Linked DNA regions of Gossypium arboreum: region 2 is linked to region 1. Evidence: chromatin contacts called from public Hi-C data. All regions are on one chromosome and are shown on one strand. Each heading gives the region's core, a stretch centred on a gene start, on an enhancer-like site or on the middle of the called end of the contact. The rest is flanking DNA. Distances are from core to core; before and after follow the strand shown.

What was found. Hi-C and Micro-C count contacts between places; a contact is called where the count stands out from the background.
Region 2: a Hi-C map of leaf shows a contact between it and region 1, with 2.7 times the contacts expected there. The contact joins the promoter of LOC108452005 here to the enhancer-like site in region 1. A contact is called at or near these places in 2 of 5 Hi-C or Micro-C datasets (both in leaf).

The regions. Positions count from the first base shown.
Region 1 is chr8:127,058,675-127,062,694 of ASM2569848v2, reverse strand. No RefSeq gene overlaps it. Among protein-coding and RNA genes, the nearest start is that of LOC128279619, 77 kb to the left of the region's middle. Within about 2 kb of position 1,359, at least 2 of the 2 cell types and tissues checked have an H3K27ac peak or open chromatin away from gene starts, as enhancers often do. A contact at or near this core is called in leaf, where this site is marked.
Region 2 is chr8:127,261,774-127,265,379 of ASM2569848v2, reverse strand. It overlaps LOC108452005 (probable indole-3-pyruvate monooxygenase YUCCA10), which reads right to left and starts at 1,831. Exons shown (of 4, transcript XM_017749733.2): 1 at 1,133-1,831; 2 at 809-1,042. The coding sequence starts at 1,744.

The sequences.
Region 1 (4,020 bases), core at 110-2,609:
ATTTGTGGGTGGTCCTCCTTCTCTCCTCCCCACCCCAATGGTTGGCCATAAATGGGTTTGTTAAAGCAGGACCACACTCTTCTCCAAGGATTGAGCCCATCAGCGAGGCCGCACTGTTGCACTCTTCTCCAAGGATTTATAAAATACTACATAATCTAATCTCTAGCAATATTATAAATTAGAATTTAGTTATTAAATTAAAAAATAGATGAACTAAATTTTTAGATTACACAGCAAGTGTTGGATGTAGTTGTAAATAACATTGCACTCTAGGGAGAAAATTCAAAGTTAGAATATTAAAGACAATGTTGTTGGGAGGGTTATTTCTTTCATCACCCCCAAACAAGTCAATATTAGCGCTATGGTGCATAAATGTAATTCACTATTTAAAGAACTATTCAAAGTTCCTAGAGCTCCTTGTAAAGTTTGTTGGAAAATTCATTATTGAACTTGATTAATCGCTTTTTGTTGTTCAAATAAATAGTTTCATTTTTTTAATTTTTTAATTGTCCTAAAATCTTATAAGTTGAATCAATCAAATTTAATTTTTCCCGTTCTATCTCAGAGTATCTATTCACTCAAATTGATCTACCTCCATTTCTACTTTTTGTAAGCAAACCCAAGCCTTTTCCAGCCGTTCAATAGCCAACCTCGACATAATTCTTATGAATTTTAAATAGTATTCAAGATCCTCTCTTTTCGATCATCTAATAAATCACTTAATTAAAGTAGATTATATTTTCATTCTTTTTTTTTATTTCAAAAAATTCATGGTTCCTTCCAAACCAAACATGAACCTTTCGAATCATTTGACTCTCACACTCATTTATTTTTTATTTGTTGGGAATTAATTTCCATATCTTTTTTTTCCATAATAACCAATCTATGGGGTGATTGGAGTATTATAGGAGGGACTATAACAAATATGGGTATTTGGAATTAAGAAGGTGTGGCCAAAGTACATATTGTGTTTTCTAGCTTATGCTTCTTAGTAGCTATCTGGCATTGGGTATATTAGTATCTAAAAAATTTTGTGATGAGGGTATAGGAAAACCTTCTTTGGATTTGCCTAAGATTTTTAGAATTCATTTTTCTCTCTCAAAAGTGGCTTGCTTTGGATTTGGTGCATTTTATGTAACATGATTGTATGGTCTTGAAATATGGGTGTTCAACCCATATGGGCTAACTGGAAAGGTACAATCTATAAATCCAACAAGAGACGTGGAAGATTTTAGTCTTTTTATTCTGGGAGGAATAATCTATCATCATATTGTAGTAGAGACATTGGGCATATTAATGGGCTTATTCTATCTTAGTGTCTGCTCCCCAATATTTATGCAAATATTGGGATTAAATTCTATCTGTGAAAAGAGTATATGATTCAATCAACTACAAAGCAAAGAGCTTCTTTCTTCAATCATAGATATATATAAGAAAAAGTGAGATTGGATCTATCAATTTAGTATTTGTGGGAGAGAGACCTAACCATAAAATCATAGAGAAGGACCCATTTGAAGCAATGAGGAGTCCCTTGGGCATGAAGAGCCCACCCAATTCCTTTGTTTATAGCAGTGGTGGCAGTATATAGGCCTGAAAAATACATTCCTAATAAAACATGAAAAGGCCCAAAGATAATTAACCAAAATTTTTAAGCGCTAACCGAAAGGCCGGCAAAGTTTCGAACTGATAAAATCAAAAAGCCCTACGCCCCTAAACCTAATCCCCGCATAGCTTCTATATAATCTTCCCTTTTGATTTCATCTTCTCCAGTCGCTGATGGCAACCGATCTTCATTTTTCTAGCGACCATCTTGCTTTTAAGTGAGTTTTGAAAATATTACCTGACTTTATTATTAATGTTTTTTCTTCAAATTTATGAAAATATTTTGGAAATTATCAGTGGATTTGTTTTTGTTTAATTTATTTATTACGATTTGGGGAAAAAAAAGGCTGATGAGGAGAAGAAATGGGCAAGAGCTGCAACAACAAATAAAGCGCACCGTGTAGATCCATCTACATGGGTTGTTGTTTGCTTTGATGAATGTGCCAATATGCTAATCTGAGGCTTTTCCTTATTTATTTTCAACTATTATTCTCCTTCGAAGTTGTTCTTCCCCTAAATTTATCAATTTCTTTTAAAATACTCTGATTTACATTTTTTTTTGGGTCGACTTGCTATTATTTTATGTTATTTTTCCACATTTTGTCAACTTGGAAATGATTTTATTACAACTTTTTTAAAAACTTCAAATTTCAAATCACATTAAAATTCAAATGATTCGAGTTATTTGTGATTTTTTGTGTACTGTCGTTAGTCACTTCAAAAAGAAATTAATCAAATTTAACCTAAAGGTGCGTTTTCATATACGGAATTAATGGATAATTTATACTAAATTTAGAGCGGAACAAAAACTTTTAGTGATTAAAATAATAAATCTATTCAAAGTGAGTATCTATTTTTTTAATTTGATTTTAGGATACATCTTAAATTCTAAATCTGAGATATTACACGCGTTCAAATAAATGCCTTTCAAATTGTTACAGATGCAAATTTTTTTAAATGCAATTTTTTATTAAATTTGTATCTTTGTAATATTTATCTTTATAATTGGAATTAGACTGTAAATGCAAGGATTGTTGTTTATAAAATAAATAAATTTGAATAAAATCCTTTGAAATGTTTGATCTGTACTTTTTCACTTTTTTAAACTGAGGATGTTTACGAGCAGAGATTTCATTTCACCAAAAAAAAAAAAAAACCTCCCCATTAACCCTTCTATGTTGGCAGAATGGTGAGGGATGATGATCATGTAAGGAGATTTTATCCTTTTACAAGGGGTTTACCATTTCAGCATATTAATAAAAATTTGAAAGAAAAATTAGGAAATAAGTAACTTAAAACACAAACAAAAACAAACATACATACCAGGTCAAAACCCCCCATAACATACGAAGACCTGAGAAAATTGGAAGCCAGTTACAATGGGAGGAGCTTAAACATAAATTATTTGTCAATCAACTATATTCAAATAGATTCAATAGATCGTAGTACAGTTATCATACACATATCAAGACATTATCAATTACGTACTAAATGTGACTATTCAAAACTTACCTCGGATATACTTGAACGGTTGCGGAAAGGCTACTCAATTACTTTCTCTTTTCCCCTATCCAACTTCGACCCTCTTTGCTCTTGAGCTTAAATTCAAAAATTTTAAACCAGTCATTATTCGACTATTCAAGCATTACTTCAGAAATATAATATATATATTCGACTTTCACACATATAGATCATATTAAGTTTTTAAGAAAACATTAAGCAACTCATTAACAAATTTTTATCAATGTTAACCACATAATCAGAAATTCACAATAAATTGTCTTCCTGAGCAACAGTCACCAAATTATTTATAACTGGAGCTACGAAATTCCAAATCAATTGCCGTAAAATTTCCCTGAAAATAGACTCATATATCTTTTATCCATAAAATTTTCAGAATTTTTAGTTTGGCCAATAAATACTAGATTTTTCTTAAAATTTCCCCTGTTTCACTGTTTGACTAATCTGACCACCCTTTACTACGAATCAAATTTCTAATTGTACAGAAGTCAAAATATGTTCTCGTTGATTTCATTTGAAACTAGACTCATTAATTTTTAATTACATAGTTTATTCAGCTTCTAACTCCACTTTCACAATTTATGGTGATTTTCCAAAATCACATTACAGCTGCTGTCCCAAGTAGATTTACTACAATTTACTATTTCACAACTCTTTGCATTCATATTATTTAAACATGTATATCACCAATCAATTTCATCACATATCTATAATTTCACTTAAGCATAATCTCAATCCAAATATATTCATTGTCCATATATCAAGCTTACTTAATGCTATTTATAATCTATTCATATCATTAACCAAATATAATTATGCAACCAAAACACAAATTATACATACCTTATACTATGCATATCAAAATAACTCCAACCATGATCGGATATAACCGAATTT
Region 2 (3,606 bases), core at 582-3,081, 200 kb before region 1:
TATAAAAGATTAATAAATAAATTATGAGAGGATGACAGTTAATAACAAATTTAATTATGGTGAGTGAGAACGGCTAAAAGGACCCAAAGTCATTTTTGAAAATTTAACTTAGACAAATATATTCAACTCAATTCGAATTTCATCTCACTCGATTTGATTTGAGAAAACTTCAAATTGAATTAGGATGATAAAATAAGATTCATCAACTCAATTAACACGAAAATTTTTCATTCAATTTGATCGAATGCTAACCCCTAATTTAGTCTTTTAACTATATCCAATTTTTTCAATTTTATTTTGATAAAAAAATTAACACATAAATTATCATTTTCATTCTAATTTATTAAAAATTAGACAATGAATATAGGGGTGGAGCGGGGGCTGTGAGGCCTCTACCCTAAAGTGGAAGTTTAATTTTAGTTATTTTATAAAATTTTTAAATAAGTACATTTTGAGTGTTTAAAATGATAAAAGTTAATTTAATTTTTAAAATATTAAAACTATTAAAATTATAAATTTTTTATCATAAAATATATAACCATCCCTAAATTGTTTGTCTAATTTTACCCATTATAAAATATGAAAAATTGATAATTCAGCGATCAAAAGAAAACAAAAATAATTTAAATATAAAATAGAAAGCGGTTATGCTGTTATAGTTGAAGGTCCGCAATTAATTAGTATACTTTAGTTTTGCATAAGGAAAGATTTGTAATAATTATGAGTTCCTAGTACAAGACTAGAAAGAAAAAAGCAAGGAAAATTGTAGGGCAATTCTTAAATTCCTTGAAAAAGATATGGACTTTACCTGAATCTCCCGGGACTTGATCTTACTATAGGTTCCTACATCCAAAACAGGGTACTTGCCGTTGGCAACTTTCATGAAAAATGGACCTTCCTTAGGCCTGCTAAGCCCGTACTTACTCAACTCCCTGTAAACCAGCTTGCTAAGCATGACCATCAACCAGTCCACCATGTTTAATGGTATATACTTCAACAGATTCAACCCCAAGTACACCATTTCCCTCGAAAGTATATGAACCTGCACCCCCACACAAACATACAGTTCAATGATTTGAATTTCAAATAATCAGATCCAGGTAGTATCTTGTTTCTTTTTTCTTCTTTTTACCGGGCTGCGAACGACGATGGATGTTTTGGCACCGTGATTCGCAAGGTCCATGGCGATCTCCATGCCGGAATTGCCTGACCCAACAACCAAAACGTTCTTGTCTCTAAACGCCTTCCCATTTTTGAACTGGGTTGAATGAAGAACATCTCCAGGAAAAGATTTCAGTCCTTCAATCTCAGGTGTGTAAGGGTCGGTTGCTTCTCCACTGGCGACGACCAAAAACCTCCCCCTGAACTCCTCGACCTCGCCGGAACTCAACTTCCTGACCTTGACGATCCATTCCTTGGTTATTTCATCGAACAAAGCCAGCTCAACGCATCGACAGTACAGAGGGGTGATCTTAAAATGAGAAACGTAGTCGTCCAAATAAGATACGAACTGTTGCTTAGAGATGAAACGGGGATAAGAGTGAGGGAAAGGGAGGTGGGGAAGCTGGCAGAACTGCTTGTGTAGGTGAAGGTGGAGACGATCGTAGGCGTTTTTCTTCCAAAGGGAAGCGAAACAATCCTCTCTTTCGAGGAGGATGTAAGGGATTGAGTGGAGGTTAAGGGAAGCGGCGGTAGCCAACCCTGAGGGGCCGGCTCCGATGATAATGACCGGTTGTTCTTGCATATTGCTTATGTTTTTCTGCAGTGCCCCAATCAGAAAGGGAAAAGCTAAATAAATTGGCTTTGTTTTGAAAGCAGGGAAGGAAGGATGGGCAATGGAAACATGGATGGGGGTTGTAGCTTTATACTACGATTACCGTATAAGACAAAATTAATATTAGAAAAAAATTGCTTAAATAATTAATGTTTCTTTCTTTCGATATCATTTTTTTTGATGAGATCATCTCTTATTCGGTGGTTAAGTTTTTTTATTTTTTTGCCCTATTTTCTTTTATATTATAAACTTGAATTTGTTTTTCTCTGAATTCAAGTACACCAGATTGATAATCAATCCTTAAAGTTACGAACCAAAACTACTAAACTTATTTTTTTATTATCATTACCTAATTACTAAATACAATAATCATAGATTTGTGTGTTATTTGTACTATTAAATACATATATTTATATTTTTTAAAATATACATCCATCTTATATAACATCTAATTGTCAACAAAGCTATTGCAAAATCTTATACAATGCATATTTTTATTTAAGTATCCATAACACTCTGAATCCTTAAAATGAAGAAAGAACACGTTTACGCGCACTCAAATTCACATCCTTATTGTTTTTACAATAGCATAATATCAATTGAGTCAATACTGAATCAATAAAGTTGCCAATTGGAATGGACTTAAACCCACAATAATTTTTTACCGTTCATTAATATTTATATTAATAGCTTTTGTTTAAATATATATAAATAAATATAGAATATTGCACAACCTAATAAGGTGAAAATTAAATTTGGCAACAAGGAAGTAGCTGTAATTGTCATGGCGCTAGAACTTTAGTCTCACAACTCATACGGCCTTAGGTAATTTCTTTGCTTCAAATCCGCCTAAGTTAGCGTAGTTCTCGAAAATAAAAAATCACAAAGGAATTTCTCTAAGGTACCGAAATAAAACAAAAGCAACTCAAAGATAAATAAGCAATGAAGAAACAAAAAAGCCATAAGAAAGCAATTTCACACCAAATGTTTGAGTAAATTCTCTTAATAATATTCAATAACTATGAATGAAATGATTACGAATAAAGGGGGAGAGCTCTATTTATAGTTGAGCTCCCTTAGATCCAAATGTTACAAATCAAATTACATCAACGATTTAGATTAATGTCTATATACAAAATGAGAGTCCTAAGGGATTTAAGCTTTATACCTCTTTATCCATTAGGATTTACAATAATTACCATGATAACTCTAGTTTTACTAGAGTGTTTCATTGGGCCACCATGGCATAAAATAGATAGGCTTCTCCATGAGTTCACGAATCAGACCAGTTCAAGTGGGTCAAATGGGCCCTATTAAATAAGTTGACCTCCATGAGACACTCTGTGCGCATCCTTCACGAACTTTGATCTGCGGCCCGTGACAATATTCCCCATCCATTCTTGCGATGCCCTCCTAGCGTCTTTGAAATGACACTGGTTTGATTTCTCCCGGAGCTGTCTCAATTCTTCAATTGATTCCCAACTAGCCTCTCTGTCACATTGTTCCACCCTTCAGAACATTTGCTCAACTTATGTCTCTATCGTTGTCTAACTCGAATCATTTACTCTTTGTAGATCTCGTTCACAAGAGCTTACTATATTGGAAAATATCTGGTTTCAAAACGATTTTCTTGCACATCAGGAAATTAAAATTTTGTAAATCGACTCGATTTGTGATATTTATAGCAATAAACCCTATCCGAATTCATACATGTGTTTTTTGTTTAGCGGATATTCGTTGTTTCTGACTTTCAACAAAATGATCTTCCTTGCTATTCTCGTACCACGAACTATGTCGAGTGTGAGCTAAAACCCATTAAATCGAAACATAGA